Regions from separate parts of the Mus musculus genome. Here regions 1 and 3 are each linked to region 2. Evidence: chromatin contacts called from public ChIA-PET data. All regions are on one chromosome and are shown on one strand. The core of a region is the stretch at or near the end of the contact, and the rest is flanking DNA. Distances in the headings are between cores, read along the strand shown.

The links. ChIA-PET counts read pairs in DNA pulled down with a chosen protein or histone mark.
Region 1: an RNA polymerase II ChIA-PET map of memory CD8 T cells shows a contact between it and region 2, with 6 read pairs. The contact joins two enhancer-like sites. A contact is called at or near these places in 1 of 484 Hi-C or Micro-C datasets (CD4 T cells) and 3 of 115 datasets of contacts at active chromatin or transcription factors (T-cell acute lymphoblastic leukemia, bone marrow-derived macrophages and memory CD8 T cells).
Region 3: a contact with region 2 is called in an RNA polymerase II ChIA-PET map of memory CD8 T cells, with 50 read pairs. The contact joins two enhancer-like sites. A contact is called at or near these places in 3 of 115 datasets of contacts at active chromatin or transcription factors (acute myeloid leukemia, bone marrow-derived macrophages and memory CD8 T cells).

Annotation. Positions count from the first base shown.
Region 1 is chr16:49,501,748-49,505,306 of GRCm38.p6, forward strand. No RefSeq gene overlaps it. Among named protein-coding and RNA genes, the nearest start is that of Gm4802, 91 kb to the left of the region's middle. Within about 2 kb of position 1,609, at least 86 of the 459 cell types and tissues checked have an H3K27ac peak or open chromatin away from gene starts, as enhancers often do. A contact at or near this core is called in memory CD8 T cells, where this site is marked.
Region 2 is chr16:50,371,435-50,375,162 of GRCm38.p6, forward strand. The region is part of intron 2 of Bbx (bobby sox HMG box containing); the gene reads right to left. Among named protein-coding and RNA genes, the nearest start is that of Bbx, 59 kb to the right of the region's middle. Within about 2 kb of position 1,332, at least 34 of the 459 cell types and tissues checked have an H3K27ac peak or open chromatin away from gene starts, as enhancers often do. A contact at or near this core is called in memory CD8 T cells, where this site is marked.
Region 3 is chr16:49,768,877-49,772,445 of GRCm38.p6, forward strand. Gm15518 (a long non-coding RNA gene) reads right to left here. Exons shown (of 5, transcript XR_003951928.1): 3 at 895-3,392. Among named protein-coding and RNA genes, the nearest start is that of Gm15518, 5.2 kb to the right of the region's middle. Within about 2 kb of position 1,650, at least 80 of the 459 cell types and tissues checked have an H3K27ac peak or open chromatin away from gene starts, as enhancers often do. A contact at or near this core is called in memory CD8 T cells, where this site is marked.

The DNA.
Region 1 (3,559 bases), core at 359-2,858, 870 kb before region 2:
TACTGAAGTCAGCACCAAGATAACAAAGGAGATGTAACTTTTTTTATTTGAGAATTATTATTCTGTTTTGCTTTGAAAGCTAACGGTAAGCATTCCTCGGGCTACAGAGTTTGGTTCATCGTTAGAACTGGCCAATTAGAATTGGACAGAGTTAACTGGCCAATAGACAGTAGTCCACTTAGGTTCTCATGTCATTAATATCTAGCAATGTTTTGTTTGCATTTCTTATTCTTTTATATACATTTTGTCTTTGGAACAAGTCTTAAAGTGAACATGTTAAAAGTAGGGGCATCTTTATAACAGTCCTGGGAATAAATCCTTCACCTTTATCTAACTACTCAGAGATTCAGTAGATCTTCCTACCATAATAAGAGTCCTTTACACAGTAAAATCTGTTAAGTGCATCCTGAACCATTTTATTCTGCATTTGGTGGCATTAGGGCACTACTGTGTTGCTTGTTCCCTAAATGCTTTTCCCTCTATCTGTCTGTAATGTCTATAATTAAACATAAGGGCCCAGCTAGGAGTTGCATCCTTCCTTGTTCTACATTTCTAATACCCTTGGCTGAGTCTTCCTAAAAGTGGAATATTCTAGAAAAATTCAAGCGTAATAAATGTAAGCATCTAAATATAGTCACATCCAACCTGGAAGTTTTCTATTTTAAAAACTACTTTAGAATTCCAGTTCTTGAGCCTAAGAACCTCAGTTCCGTGAGGGGAAAAATATGGCCTGTACAAACAACTAGTCCATCCTGTTCTAACCTTTAGGGTCTAGTTTGAACCCAGAGCTCTCCCAGGAACCCTGAAGAGAGCTGCTTCAGCAATGGAGATTTTTGAGATTTAAAGAACCCCAAAAGTTCAATTCAGGCAGGGCCTTCGTTGGATGCCTTTAACATATTCACTTCAGAGAGCTCTGGAGTGAGATGAGAAGAGTCTCCGTCACGGCAGCTTCAACTCTCAGAAGCGGAAGCAGAATTTGAGAAGAAAAGGAAGAAACAGAAAACCAGAGGTTTGCACCCTCGCGCTGATGAGCAGCGGCTGTGGGTTTCGGAATCTTCTCAGGAACAGAGTACATCCTATGTGGCTGCCTTTAGGACAAGGTTTGGGGTCTTGCCAAAAAAACAAAGCAAACCAAAACCAAACCCAAACAAACAAAAACCAGTCTCACTGAGCTCTAGAACCTAGGGCATTAGTGCGATATCATTCACATGGAGCAAACAATGCTAATAGCTGCAGGTTTTATTTTCTTATGTTCAGCTGTCATATGAGGCCCCAGGAAAACATCAAAATGCACTCACAGGCCACACACACACACACACACACACACACACACACACACACACACTCGCGCACACACGCAGAGGGGGGCGGGGTGAGAGAGAATTCGAGTATCCTTGAATTCAAATCCCTTTCTTAGGTGTCAAAAAACTGAAGATGCTGAAGCATGGAAGAAACACCTGTCAGATGAGAAAGAAAGAAGTGTTTGCAAGTCCCTGCCTGCTACAGGGAAAGGGCAAAGGCAAAACTATGGCTGCTTGATGCATCCCTACTGAAAGGACTGAGTGTTAATGGTGTTAGTGTAACTAAGTGACATAGGCTCCCATTTGCTGGATCTCTTCTTTATTCTGTCATGGCAAGTTGGTGACTTCACACATTATGTTGCTTAGCTTCTAGGGGGAAGGTGGGAGATAAAACAAATCAAAACAAAAACAAAACAAAAAGCCCACCAACTACAGAAGGTGGGGAGGGAGGGGAGGGAGTCAACATTGCCAAAGTGTTTCTCAGCATACAGATCAAAGGTACAATTACAAACTCGGGTGATTAACAACAATTATATTATCTATCTGATTAGTTCCCCTAGGTCAAAGCTATGTGTTAAAAAGGAAATCGTTTGAGCCTGAAGTTTAACTTGGTTTCAATATATTGGCTAGGCAACTAAAGGACAGTCAAAACCAAAACAAAGGAAGCCCATTAATGTGTAGACTGGCTTCTTTCTCAAAGGTTGTTTTCAGCCTCAGTTCCCATGAGGTCAATATTTAATAAGGGTGTCAAGCTAAATTTGGCTGCTTGTGTGTTTGAGTTAGCCTAGCTCTTGCTTTCTGGCATTTCATAGAATTGACTGTGGTGAGAAAATCTGGTCTACTTGAAAGACTGCGAATCAAGCTCTCAAAGAAGGTTCTGATGCACTGCAAAAATACTGTGCCTTGAAGTCTGTCCTACTTCCTTCCACAAAGAACAAAAACTGAAAGTACTTTTGCAAGGGAGAAAAAAAAAAAAAGCTTGATTTCAGGTAACGTCAAACCTCAGCTATAAATAAACTCTGTGAGGAAACTGAATCCGCAGAGAGTCTGTGTCGCATCAGGTACATCCGAATGTCGGAGAACAGCTTCCCAATTATAATCATCAGTGCAAAGGAAGTCAGAGATCCAAACAGCTAAGGTTAAGAGGAGAAAGCTGAAGGGATCATGAGCTGTGATGGGCGGGAAAAGGAAGGGGCGGCTGAGGCTCTGGCATGAGCTCAGTATACGCGCGTTAGCTGATGACTCACAGTGGCTATAATCAGTACATCCAGAAAGGACAGATGAGCATCTCACAAAACAGTGCGCACCACCCCAGACCCTCGCTGCTCTGTACGAGTGCAGATTGCAGCAAATGCCCTTCCCTAATCGTGTGATTCAGTCTGAGTCTAGTGCAAGGAGGAAAGGGCGTAGAATTCCAAGGGAAAATATATGTAGTCACGAAAGTCCAAGCAATCAAGAATAATAAGACAAATTTTAGACCTCAAAGGAAATTATCACCAGAAAGCAGGATGAGGTTCAAGGTCATGCTTCTGTAATCTCCATAGAAACTCAGGCAGTCTGATAATACAGAACCCAGAAAATTGAAGGGACAGAGAAAGCAACAGAGGGCGGAGACTCGACCAGACCTTAATAATGTAGCAAATTGTGATTGAACTCACTAATTCCCGAGTGACCCAGCATGGACCCATTGGTAGGGAAATGACGGAACAGATGTTACACAGCCTCCTCTAGACTTGATAAGACCTCCACACTCAGGAACTCAAAGGTGCCCTAGTTGCCTGCAGGCAATCAAGCCAATCAAAATTCCAGCAGAGATGGGCGTGGAACTCACAGGCCCCACCTCCAAGCTATTCTTATTGATGGCTGCTGGGAGGATAGTTCCTTTTCTTCCAGGGATGTGCTCCTTGGTAGGTTGCCCATGCTGTAGTGGTTGGCATGACATCACGCGCATATAGGGCAGCAGTAATTGGGCTCAGTGTGTTTAAAAATAAAAAAGGACACGAAAAGGAACAGGAAGGAGGACGTGATGGGGCCCTGTGAGTTTGGAGAAGTGGGGAAGAGGATGATAAATCAACATACACTGCATATATGTATTTATTTATATACTTATTTTCTAAAATAAATAAAAACATGATATTAAAAAATCTGAGTAGGTAGCATGTGTGTACAATACTTATTTACAAATGGTTGAGCACTTGCTGTTGGCAGGGTGCTGTGCGCATCATTCTGGTCAGGACCTCTACACGTCGGTGGACGAC
Region 2 (3,728 bases), core at 82-2,581:
GATTCCTCTTTAGGACTGGATGGGTGGTCCATCAGGGATGTCATTAGCCTTTGGGAAACTGGCTGATTCCCGGGAGTGGGCAATGCCTAGAAGCAGGAGTATTTTGAGCTGTGTTAGGGAAATAAGGTCATGAAAGGTCAGCAGCTAAGTTTCCGGAGATATAGGACCAGGCAGACTGTGACTGCCTTGGAGCCACATGGAACTGTACGGCCACTGAAGAGTGGCATCCCTGCCCCCACACTACAAAACAGTTTACTCACCATGCTCTGCCCTAATCTACATGTTGGGCACAGGCCCATGACATAGCTTTTGATGAAATAAATGATGAGTCAGTAAGCTTCAAGATATGAGACAGAAAGGCCAGTGGCCAACATGACCCCCAAATGGAAGATCCCTATGGAGGCAGGCAGGCCTCTGAGCAGTGCTAAAACTTCAGAGTAGTATAATGGATGCAGAGCATGGTGGGTAAAAACTCAAAGCAGAAGTAAGATGGGCACACGTATGTAAATGGACATTAAAATTTCTCATTCACCCATGCTATAAGGCATCTCAATATTATAGTAATTATTTAATTTTTTAAATCTTCATATTTAAGTAGGTATAACCTATTGTCAAAGAGCCCATGGAATGGTTCCTTGTGAAAATGATTTCAGAAATGTTAACAAAGGCTAACTTTAAGGAAATAATTGAAATTTGAAACTGTAAAACTCTGCATTATACATATGAAGGCTTATATCCTGAGGGGCTGGGGGGAGATAATAGGATTAAACTAGGATAAATGGATCCCAAAAATGATATTTAAAAAAATTAATAAAATAAAGGTATAAAGGAACTAACCAAAATTCATAGCGTATGATCCAAAATTGCTAGCCAACTGTGAAAATCACTTTCACACAAAAAATTCCTTTTCCTAAATTCTGGTTTGTTTTTTTTTTTTTTTTTTCTAAATACACCTGTGTCCTTTAATATATAATTAGAAAAGGCAAAATCCTCAAAACAGGTTCAGAAATTCTGACATATTTCTGTAACTGAACAAAAGTAAGGACAATTGTTCTCTCTAATACATTTTTCAGAGCTGCAAATGAAGAGTAAACCTCACTTCTGAGTTTCTCTCTCTCTCTCTCTCTCTCTCTCTCTCTCTCTCTCTCTCTCTCTCTCTCTCTCTCTCTCTCTCTCTCTCTCTCTCTCTCTGAATTGGGGTGTTGACCTTGTGCTATTTCCTTAGCCTCCACTTCTAAAACCTTGAAAATGCTCTGCTAGGTGGCACTACTCAAAAACCACATCAGGCCCTAGGTTCCTCTGTGCTTTGCAGAGCCACAGGAAACCACTGAACATTTAAACCAGCAAGCGCTCTTGCACTGGAGGCAGCTGGAAATCTGAGTCATGTGCTGTCGTTTCAGTTGCACTTTTCTCTTTTAAGATTTGTTTATTTTATTGATGTGCATGTGTTTATGTATACATATGCACCACATGAATCCTTGGTGCCCACAATGCTCAAAAGAGAAATTTGGATGCCCTGGAACAGAGGTCAGGTGGTTGTGAGCCACCTCGAGAGTGCTGGGAACTGAACCCAGGTTCTCTGTAAGAGAAACAGAAGTTAGCTCCTACCCTGCCACTCTGTTGCGTTTTTACTTTCAAATAATTGCCTGAAAGAAAGAGAACCTGATCGATAAAGCAATCTGGAAACAAAACAAAAACCAGTGGATCCAGAAGCAGAAATCACCCCCAAAAAATTCAGAATTAGGATTTAACTCTACTGACTTCAATTGTTCTCTAATTACAAACAACTGTTTTCTCAGTTGTTTTATAAGACTCTAGTGGGTAGCGCAGGTGAAATGTATCATCCCTTTTATCTTACTTGGGATTTTTAAGTATCAGTAATCGTACACAATTTGCATGGCTTCTTACTTAACTTGGGATTTTATTCATTGGTAGATGTGCAATTTCTGTTACAATAGCTATGGCCCACAGTCGCATCACTACTGACATTTTTGACTCTTGCCATTTTACCTGCTAACCCCAAATCCTAGCGCATAGACATAAGACTATCTCTATCATGGTATGTTCAGTTTTTACCTTATCCTTTTATAATTTTATGCTAGTGTTAGAAAGATAACTATGATTTTCTTATTAAAAATATTCATTAAAATAATCATGACCGAACAAAAGACATATATTTTTTTAAAGAGAATTGGGGAATGGGCACAGAGAAGCTAAGGTTTATTTAATAAAGTTACTCCTATTATATGAGGCAAACGGGGATTTTGAACCTCAAATACCTAATTCCATACTGCTTCTCTGAATAACCTCACACATTACCTCCCCCTTTCCAGGGGGAAAGGACTTTCACCCAGGCTTTCTCACTGAGCCTGCATTAACTTCCACCCTGACTCTTCAGAACCCTTCCCTCCCCTTGTGATCAGCCCAAATGTTCAGTGTGTTCTCACTTCCCTCTACCTCCCCGGCCTCAAACGTTAGAGCTCTGGCTCACAGTCCCCACCCCCAGCCCCCCAGGCTCGTAAGAACAATCAACCATCATTCATTCATTCTAATCCTGCCACGGTTCCCTATTTAGGAACAATTACAGTTCTAGTCACTAGAAAAGAGGACAAAGCAGACAGTGCTTCTGACTTCATGGGAAGAAAAAGATAAACAAGTGAAAAAAATGCAAAGATAATTCCTGTCAGTGGCGTGCATTGTGAAAGCAAGGTAATTTCTGTTCTGTTGGCTGGCTTTCTGCAAATTTATTTTGTAAAACTGTGAATCACAGAAAGTAGGAATTCCAAGTCTCTACTCTGCATAAAATAGATACATTTTAGTTATTAGTTAACTAGGGAAAGTATAATGATGGAGGAAGGGAGAGAGGGAGAGAGACAGAGGGAGGGAGGTAGGGAGGGAGACAGGTAGAGGAGGGGAGGGGAAGCAAGCCCTAAACTGTGAATAAAGCTTTCCTCTGTAAATGTTGCTTTCCCCAGTGAGATTGTTATCAACCAGAGCCTTGGGCCTCTGTGTGGCTCCAGACTAGGAAAGGTGGTCTCATCTGAATTGAAGCCATGATCCCCCTATTTTCTATCTTCTCACTCAAGCACCCATTGACAAAGCCATGCTGCTACTGACCTCTGTATCTATGGAGACAGATACAGCTTTGGGACAGCAACCAAAACAGAAGTCAGCAAGATGAAAACCTCAGACTCGAATTCTTTAAGAATTGTGAGAAAAGCAATTTCTAATGTAGACTATCTAAAATTATAAGAAAATCCAAATCTTTCTAAGATGTAACTAAATTCTTTGACAGTTTTGAAAAATAAGTATGGCCTGTGTATGACACATGAGAGCAATGCCTACAATGGCCACAAGAGGGCATAAGATACTCTGGAGCTGAAATTAACAGGCAGTTGTGAGCTGCCAGATGTGGGTACCAGGAACGGAACTCAGGTCCTCTAGAATTGCAGGCCCTTTTAGCCACAGACCCATCACTCCAGCCCCCTAATATATAACAATTCTTAAAAGCTTACCAAAAATAATTCAATTTCTATTTTTAAATTACTTTATAAAATTTAGACGTGAATTTATTTTAAACAGAGCAGGACGACAAAACTCCCTAAAGTATGAAAATGCAATTCTATCACTCCTTGCATACGGATCAGTTACCACAGGCCTCCAAAGACACTGACTCTCAAAACTTACTGAGCCTGGAAAACAGAATACACAATCTCCTGAACATATTC
Region 3 (3,569 bases), core at 400-2,899, 600 kb before region 2:
TAAGCTCCTAGCTACTGTTCCAGTGCCATGCCTGCCTGCTGCTGCCCTGCTTCCTGCCATGATGGTCTACTCACCCTCTGGAACTGTAAGACCCAGTAAACTCTTCTGTAACTTGCCTTGGTTATGGTATCTCTTCACAGAAATAGAAAAGTAACTAAGACAGAGGGAGAAAATCGGTTTTCTTCAAAGACATGACCCTTGAGAAACATAGGTCTACCATGTTCCAGATAGCCACACACCAAAAAGTTTGGGCTTCAGGCTCAATGGATTGAAAAAGAAAATAAATTGATAGGGTAAGGAGGCTGGATCTAAAGAGAGGTAGGAGGAGTGATTTTGATAAAAATACATTGTATGAAATTCTTGAAGATTAATAAAAATTTTAAATGCCTAAGCACTAAGTCCCCTTCTCGAGTTTTACCCCATAGACATGGGTGTTTTGTTTTATTATGTTTTAATTGTGGGAGGGTTATCAGGGATTTAAAAATGCTAATGTTGATATTCAGTTATCTACAGAATCACCCATCTGAAGATCTCCCCCTCGCCCCCCCATGTACAAGTAAGCAAAACATTTCAGTGTGAAGAGATTTGTTTTGTTTGTTTGTTTTTTGGATTTTTTTAAGACAGGGTTTCTCTGTGTAGCCATGGCTGTCCTGGAACTCACTCTGTAGACCAGGCTGGCCTAGAACTCAGAAACTCGCCTACCTCTGCCTCCCAAGTGCTGGGATTAAAGGCGGGCACCACCACACCCGGCGTGAAGAGATTTCTTTAAAGAGAACTTAAACTCATTTTTCTTCTCGAGTAGCTTATGAAATGCTAAGGCCCCATCTAATAAGTACCATAGATTAAATTAATACACAATGTTAAAAGAAACTCAAGAGAAATGAAAAGAACCACCTTTAGAAAACCGTTTGTCACCATCTTCACTGTTGTGAAGAAGTTCTCCCAGCTAGGCCTTCCTAGAAGAATTTCAGGTCCACAGCTCCTCCTACTCACCCGGTGTCCACCACACCCCTTATCAAGACCATGCATCCTGTTTCCACACATGCCCCTGGGTGACCTTCTCTAGCTCCTCTCAAAGGCTTGTGCATGGAAGAACCCTGGCCCACAAGTCCAGCCAACCAGATCCCAGTTCCAGGTGTGTTAGTAAGAATATATTCACAATATTCCTGGCACCAAATATGTGGAGTTGTCCACACCAACAGCCAGTTTCTTCCATCTTGCACATGTCCCCTTGCCCTTCTGACGAGTTGTGACTCAGCATAAAGGCCCTGGTCAGAACAATGAATGCTCTTGGTCTTCTCTGTCAGAGCCATGAGCCAAGGAACCTTCTATTGTTTGTCAGTTATCCAGACTGTCACTCTGTTACCCAAACTGTGAAGTTCACCAGATAGAACATCAGAGAGGGTGGGAAGCCCTGGTTGTCCTCATGGCTAACCCCCACCTGAAAACCTCAGCACCCCTTCATTTAGGGTTTTCTTCTTTTCTTTTCTTTTCTTTTCTTTTCTTTTCCTTTTCTTTTCTCTTCTCTTCTTTTCTTTCTTTCTTTTTTTTTTTTGAGGGATTTCATCATGTAGCCATGAAAACCTCAAAGTTCTAGGAAACTGCAAACTATTTGGAAACTCTGTGCCAACCGTTACAGCCAAAGGTCAGACTTATTTCTTCCTATGTCACAATTTCTCGGCTAAGAATTTCCTGTGTGGCTTTTGAGTCACCGTTCATCCTGGGTTTTCTCCGGTAAGGTGATAGAGTTATATTTTCCCTCCTGTCCAGTCGCTTTTCTTTTACCTTCTGTAAAATCTTCTGCAGGGTATGCTACCCATGAATCCCAATGTGCTAGTAAAAGTACAAAGTTGTTCATACAGCCACCGGTAGTGCTGGGATATTCTAAAACCTCCTAGTGCTAGACGTGCATGGTTGTGAATCTCCTGCCAGTGTGGGCATCAGCTTGTGGTAGGCTTCTAGAGTCAGCTCCTACCACCTCTGAAGTCAGTTGTTTGATATTCGGAAATTTTGAGAGCTAGGTAACTGTTGATAACTTCCCACCAGCCCATTGTGAGTGTTTACACCACAGGAATAGAAAAATCACTACAGATCAGACCGTTAGACAAACAGCCAGTTTACTCACATGCCGCTGACAACAGCAGTTTAATGTTCTGCATCGAGATAAGCAACAGTATTTTAAGGTACGTAGTTAAGGTACATTATTATCATATTGCTAGTTGAATTAGGCCAGATTTGTAAATTATTCTTCAAAAAAATCAGTCTACATAAAGCCACTCTGTGTGTCAAATGTGTATCCCCTGAACCATTTTATTGATACTATCCCATGGCCCTTTCTAAATATCACCTTTTACTGCTTCTCAAATCAATAGGCTAAGGCAGCCCAGGCATCTTGCTACAAGGTAGATTCAAAGATCATGCTTGTACAACTGAAATAATGTAGAATGCACAGCTAGTCCAATTATTTGACTATAAAAAAGCTAATTTAGCTCACTGCATCATTGATCCATTTAATTGTACAGCAGCTTCCTATTGATAACAGGAAATAGCCCGACCCAACTGTGCTGAAAATGGAAATGGCCGGTTTTCCATAACCATAAATTTAAATAAGGATTCTACCTTATGTGTGGAAACTAAAAAGCAAAAATCATAACCAAGGTTTGTTCAATATTTCTTATTTTTACTGATCTGTTTGTCTTGCATACTTTCTGGACTTTGTAAGTCATTAAATGTTAGCCTCTGTTTGAGCTCATGACTTAGTGTTTTATTTCGGATAGCTACTGTGATGAATCTAAGCTATCATATTCATTCTGCCCTTGGGAAGCATTCAGCAATCCCTCAGTATCGCAGAGGATGCTGGTGACCTAGAAAAACTACTTTCTGTGGTATTTCTAAGAAGCCTCTTGGTTCAGGCGGCTCCTGTTCACTACACATATGTAGTGTGGGTCAACGAACATTTGACAGATAACCACTTGTTTTGCTGCAGTGTGAGATATTAAGGGAGCCAAATGCAAATGAGGTGTAATCGCTTCCTTTACCAGCTCACAGTCCAGTGGGAAAGATACACACACACACACACACACACACACACATAAACACACACACACATACACACACACACACACACACATACACACACACACACACAAACACACACACACACACACACACAGAGTTAAAATGCTTATAACAGTAAGTTTTATGATAGACAAACAAACTTTAGTGAGAAAAATCATTCTAACTTTGAGAAAACAAAGGATATTCATAAGAGTAGAACTGAAAGACGATAGGAATCCAATATCAAGGAAAATAGCCAGGCAGATAGCAAGAGATGAAATTATGAAGTTGTGAGTGGACATCATGGGGTCACAGGGCTGGGTGTTGACAGAACACTGAAAAAAAAAAAGATAAAACAGAGAGACTTGTAAGAAAAGTAACCCGGCAGAAAAGGTTTACATAGAAAATTGACACAAGATATTAAATTATGATAAAATGATAAAGTTACATATGGCAGAACATTGTTGAACAGATATGTAGAATTGAGGCTTCTAGAAGTTTTCAAATGGAAG